Linked DNA regions of Sus scrofa: region 2 is linked to region 1. Evidence: chromatin contacts called from public Hi-C data. All regions are on one chromosome and are shown on one strand. Each heading gives the region's core, a stretch centred on a gene start, on an enhancer-like site or on the middle of the called end of the contact. The rest is flanking DNA. Distances are from core to core; before and after follow the strand shown. Region 1 overlaps ARHGAP12 (rho GTPase-activating protein 12). Region 2 holds the start of ARHGAP12 (rho GTPase-activating protein 12).

Region 1 (2,700 bases), core at 159-2,658:
AACTTTCTATGTCACTTTGACCAGGCTAAGAGGATGTCCAGATGGTAAACATTTCTTCTGTGGAGTTCCCTTGTGGTGCACTGGGTTAAGGATCCAGCGCTGTCACTGCAGCAGCTCAGGCCAAGCTGTGGTACAAGTTCCATCCCTGACCTGAGAACCTCCACATACTGCAGAACATTAACTTCTGGATGCATCAGTGGGGGCGTCCTCAGAAGAGATTAGCATGTCCATCAGCAGACTGTGTCAAGAAGACTGTCTTCTCACCAAAAGGGGTGAGCATCATCCAATAGTTCAGGGCCTCAGCAGAACAAAAAGGCAGGGGAAGAATGTGAGCTGAGACAACATGTCTCCCGCCCTAGGACCAGGCCCCCACCACGTCTGACTTGGAATGCATTACACAACTGGCCCTCCTAGTTCTCCAGCCTGCAGAGAGCAGATCCTGGGACTTCTCAGCCTGCAGAACTGCATGAGCCAATTCCTATAATAAATCTCCTCTGACATATATCTACATATAACCCACTCGCTCTGTTTCTCTGGAGAACCTTGACTGATAGAGATAGATACGCAGGAGTTCTCACATGTCTGCAGCACCTGAACGCAGGTTTGCGCTCCGGCCCAGCACAGTGGGTTAAAGGATCCAGAGTTGCTGCAGCTGTGGCATAGGCTACACATGCAGCTCAGATCTGAGGAACGCCATATGCCACGGGGTGACCAAAAAAAGGAGGGAAAAAAAAAAAAGGAAGTGTATACCCAGATTTCTTTTGAAACTCCTTAAATAAGACTTGGTGCGTACAGGGAGGGGGGGGAATCAATGAGCAGCTAAATTTAAAAGCAGTTTCTTTTTGCTCCTCTCAACCCCATCATATAGCCTTCTTCCCGGGGGCGGGGGGGGGAAATAAAACATTCTACTTATATTTCAAAGTGCAGGATACAAAATTCACTTAATAAATGTACTCCAGTTCTACAGAGAGGTTCTGCAAGTCAAAACTGTAATTTGTTTTCCACGATCCTTAGTCTCCTTTCAGGGCCCTTCCAAACCTCTCCATCAAAACTAGGTCTCAGGATTTTCAGAAAAGATTCCTAAATACAAAAAGACCTGTTTCCCACAGCTCAATTTAACCCCACTCCTCAGCTAAAGACTCCCTGTTACCCTACTCTGTTCCAAGGCTCATTTGAGACCTGGCAGCTCCCTTTGCTTCAAATCAGTTATTTATATGCTTGTTTCTTGTCATCAGGTAACTGGACATTCACAGGAGAAATAAAAAGGTTTTCGTTCAGGGTTCAGAAGTCTCTCCACATAAAAGTAGACAAACAAGAAGATCTGTGACAGAGATCTAAATTCAGTTAAGATTTAACTTCTTGCCTAGTTTGCCCTTTTGGGAGACTGCTGCTCTTCAGAATGAGACATACTGAAAGTGGACAAAAGATGCCTGCTTCCTTTTGCAGAAGAAAATGCTAGCCATAGGAAGAAACAAGTCTGCTTATCAGTTTTCTGGTTTCATGTTCTATTTTGGTGAATGCAAAAACATAAAGTCGATGATACATATGTATCAGAGAAAGTACTATTTTAAGAATATCCATGCCATTTTTCTAATTACAGTACATTTAGCTACCAGAGGAACACTGAGATTTATTAATTTCCATTTAAATCAGTAAAGCTGCAGCTGAAAAGCTAAAAAGATCACATTCCTCTCCACTTGATTGCATCAAGTTTTCTTTAACACTTGGCGATTAAGTTTTTTCTTTGCTTTTCTTTTTTTAAGAATCTCCCATAAAGCTCCTTGATGGTTACAGTAACGGCTTCTACAAGGTTTCTGGCTATTCTCTGCAGTACTTTAAAAAAAAAAACCCGGGGTCAGGAATGGTCAATTGAAGTTTTCTTATGGGAGATAATAAGGAAGCAATAGAACTGATCCACTGTTGTACAAAGGGATCTAGTGTTCATTCATAAAGTAGGGCTCTACTACAAGATATGCTCTGTGCTCACCATCAAATCCCCAGAACCTTGCACCAAACAAGGTATGCAGCTGGTGCTCAACAAATATTTAGTGAATGCATCAACAATTTGATCATTCCAGTAAATCTAAAGTCATTTTTGTTTTATTTTATTCTTTTCCCATCAGTGCTTTTCTTTGCAAATAAAAAATGACTAGGGAGTTCCCGTCGTGGCACAGTGGTTAACAATCCGACTAGGAACCATGAAGTTGCGGGTTCAGTCCCTGCCCTTGCTCAGTGGGTTAACGATCCGGCTGTGGTGTAGGTCGCAGATGCGGCTCGGATCCTGCGTTGCTGTGGCTCTGGTGTAGGCTGGTGGCTACAGCTCTGATTGGACCCCTAGCCTGGGAACCTCCATATGCCGCGGGAGCAGCCCAAGAAATAGCAAAAAGACAAAAAAAAAAAAAAAAAAAAGACTAAAATACTTAATATTTATTTTTTTAAAATCTAACAGTTCTACTAAAACCCACAGTTCAGGAGTTCCCTTTGTGGTGCAGTGGAAACAAATCTGACTAGTATCCATGAGGTGCAGGTTTGATCCCTGGCCTCACTCAGAGGGTCAGGGATCCAGTGTTGCCATGAGCTGTGGTGTAGGTCCCAGATGCAGCTCGGATCTGGCGTTGCTGTGGCTGTGGAGCCTGAAAACTTCCACATGCCGAAGGTGTGGCCCTACCTAAAAAGACAAAAAACAAAAACAAAAACAAA
Region 2 (2,700 bases), core at 156-2,655, 45 kb after region 1:
AAATACACAAAGATGCTTCAGCCTGTAACACACCCTCCTGCGGATCAGGTAAGGAACACCGAATGACAAACTAGTACATCTATCTCTAGGCTACCGGTACCCAACATTTAAATATTAGAGAGGCATGGCAAGGAGCTGGATACTTTAACAACCTCTCACTGCAACATTCAGAGCCTTCCAAGGTCTCACCTTTAGAAGCGGGGGGCAGAATCTGAACCAGATTCCAGCGACTCCTCAATATTCCTTCCTCTACATCATCGCCCCCAAGGAATACGCGCATGAACGGTCAATAAATTCTACCTCCACAGGTCATGATTAACCATCAAGCAGGACGAGGGCTAACTGCCTCTGCCACAACACTTCGCTTGGAATGACGTGAGAACTTTTCATAGTGCTACGCTTTGAACATTTTGCTTTTGCCTTCGCAAGTGCATTTAAAACGACTGCTGCTGCAGCCGACAGGAAAACATCACACGCCTCTAAAACGCAAGGCCGTGCCTTTTGCTCTGCTGATGACCCTGTGGCCGTTTCTTCTCCAGGAGTCTGCGGTAACTTAAGATAAAACACGCCAAGGACAGTCATTCTTAGAAGATAATCAACGACCCCAGAGGAGAGGACAGGGAATTCTTTAAATTTAAGGACCCCGAGGAAATTCCTCGCAGAGAAGCAAATGCCCATTCAGCAGGGGCGGGGCACCTCTACAGACTGCAGAGCCCCGAGCGCCCAGTTTTGAGGTCAAAGCCCTCGAGGGGAGGCCCAGATCCGCTCCGGGGTGGGGTGGGGGGTGCACCCCCTCCAGCGGCTGGGAAGCGGGCACGCGCGGTGGCGGGAGACCAGGAAAGAGGGCGGCACCGCCAGCCTTTTACACACATACACACACACACACACACACACACACACGCCCCGATACCCTCCTTCCTGGGGGCGGGGCGGCGGGCACTGCCCTCTCACAGGAAGTCAGAAAACCGGGGGGCAAAGGAGCCACAACTTCGAGCCATTTAAACCCCGCAGCCCATATCTGCCGACCTGCCGGCGACGGTCCCCGCCCCGAGCCCCGACCCCTCGGGCCGCGCCTCCGGCTGCACTCGCGCCCCTCGGCGCCACCGCGCGCCAGCACACGCCTCCCCCGGCCCCGCAGCCCTCGGCGGGTACAAACCCCAGCCCCAGGCGCCTTTGTGCTGCGCCGCCCGAACTGCCTTCCGCTCGCAAGCCCCCTCACCTCACAGAGAGCGCAGCGGCCTCGCGGGAAGCGGCTCCCTCCCGTGCCGGCGGCAGCAGTGGGGCACCCAGGCGAGCCCGAAGGGCGCTCACTCGGCGGCGGCCGCGGCCGGCGCGTCCCCGCAGGCAGCTCTCCCCGGGAGGGTAAGTTCCAGGGCACGTCGGAGCGCGCCGGCGCGGGGGCGGGGCGGGGAAGCGGTCACGTGGGACGGGGGCGGGGCGCGCCACGTGATGGGGCGGGGCGAGGCGCACGTGACGGCCCGCCGGGCGAGGGGTGACTCGGCCTTGGAGGATCCGGGAGGAGGAGGGGAGGCAGAGGGCGGGGCCGAGGCGCGCGGAGTGGCGCGCTCCTAGAGGGCGGAGGGGGTGTGGATGCTTTGCAAACTCCAGGTGGGAAAAGCTGAGAAAACGCTCCTGGGGAAAAGGAGGGAAGGGTGGACTGGAAAACTTCCGAGACTGGAGTGGTTGGAGTGGGGCTGGGGAGGAGGGGGCCGTGGGCCCGCCCCCACCTCTTTCTCCTGCCGCCTGCCTGCTGGGAACGCTGCCCGGCGTCGGTCAGCGGTTCCTGAACCCGGAAATCCCGCGGGCAGGCTCAGGAAGAGTCCACAGGATACTTCGGTCGGTGAAGTGCAGCTCTGGAGACCCTGGTCCATGACGGGGCTCCTGCTGGGACCGGCAGCGCACACTCCGCTGCAGTCCCGAGGCAGCTGACCGCCGACTCCTCTCCCCGCTGTCCACTGGCCTGTTGTGTGCGCTGCGGTGTTGTTGCCCAAAGTTAGCCCAGTATGCTGCGTTTGCAGGAGATCCGCTGCACTGGGAATGTAGGGGGAGACCTCCTCCTTCCATTGTCGCTTCATCTTTCTCAACCTTAGCTGCCCAAAAAGCCTGTGGACAAGTCCAAAGTCTCCTTCTAAGCTCTAAAATTCAATGACTGAGAAAAATAACTGCTATGTATTAGGACTGCAGACACCATTCATTTAGTAACCAACTGTTGATTGTGTCTGTTATGGCGCCTGGATAAAATGTTAATAGTACTAGGAAAAAAGGCCAAGGTATTATTCAATTGGCTCTTCTCTGTTCTTCACCTCATGCTTGAAGATGCCATTGGCTTCCTTAATCACAAGCTGAACTCCCAGTTTTTCTTTAATGACTGCAAAGAACCCACTGGGATATTGTCAAGACTTTAACAACTCTAGTTTACTACCTTGTTAGAAAATTAAATCTAATGTTCAGGGCGGGGGGCTTAAAGTTGTAAGATACTCTCCTCTCTCAAAGAAAAGGTACTTAAGCCTGAGACCATACTGTCTCTATCAGTACACTCAAGACCCCCTTTCCTTGGCATGGGTAGTCTTTTCTGTCTCCCTCAGTTTCTAACGAGTTCTTTGCCATGCCTTTGTTCAGTAGAGTATTACTACCATGTGCTTCTGAAACTATTTTCCATAGAATCCCTTGTGATCTCTTTCTAGAACCAAAACAGGGACA

Evidence for each region. Hi-C and Micro-C count contacts between places; a contact is called where the count stands out from the background.
Region 2: a contact with region 1 is called in a Hi-C map of liver, with 6 times the contacts expected there. The contact joins the promoter of ARHGAP12 here to the enhancer-like site in region 1. A contact is called at or near these places in 2 of 5 promoter capture datasets (fetal liver and liver), 4 of 47 Hi-C or Micro-C datasets (embryonic fibroblasts, liver and skeletal muscle) and 1 of 2 datasets of contacts at active chromatin or transcription factors (alveolar macrophages).

Annotation. Positions count from the first base shown.
Region 1 is chr10:42,530,838-42,533,537 of Sscrofa11.1, forward strand. All of the region lies in intron 3 of ARHGAP12 (rho GTPase-activating protein 12), which reads right to left. Among named protein-coding and RNA genes, the nearest start is that of ARHGAP12, 45 kb to the right of the region's middle. Within about 2 kb of position 1,409, at least 8 of the 83 cell types and tissues checked have an H3K27ac peak or open chromatin away from gene starts, as enhancers often do. A contact at or near this core is called in liver, where this site is marked.
Region 2 is chr10:42,575,946-42,578,645 of Sscrofa11.1, forward strand. ARHGAP12 (rho GTPase-activating protein 12) reads right to left here and starts at 1,406. Exons shown (of 18, transcript XM_021064803.1): 1 at 1,220-1,406.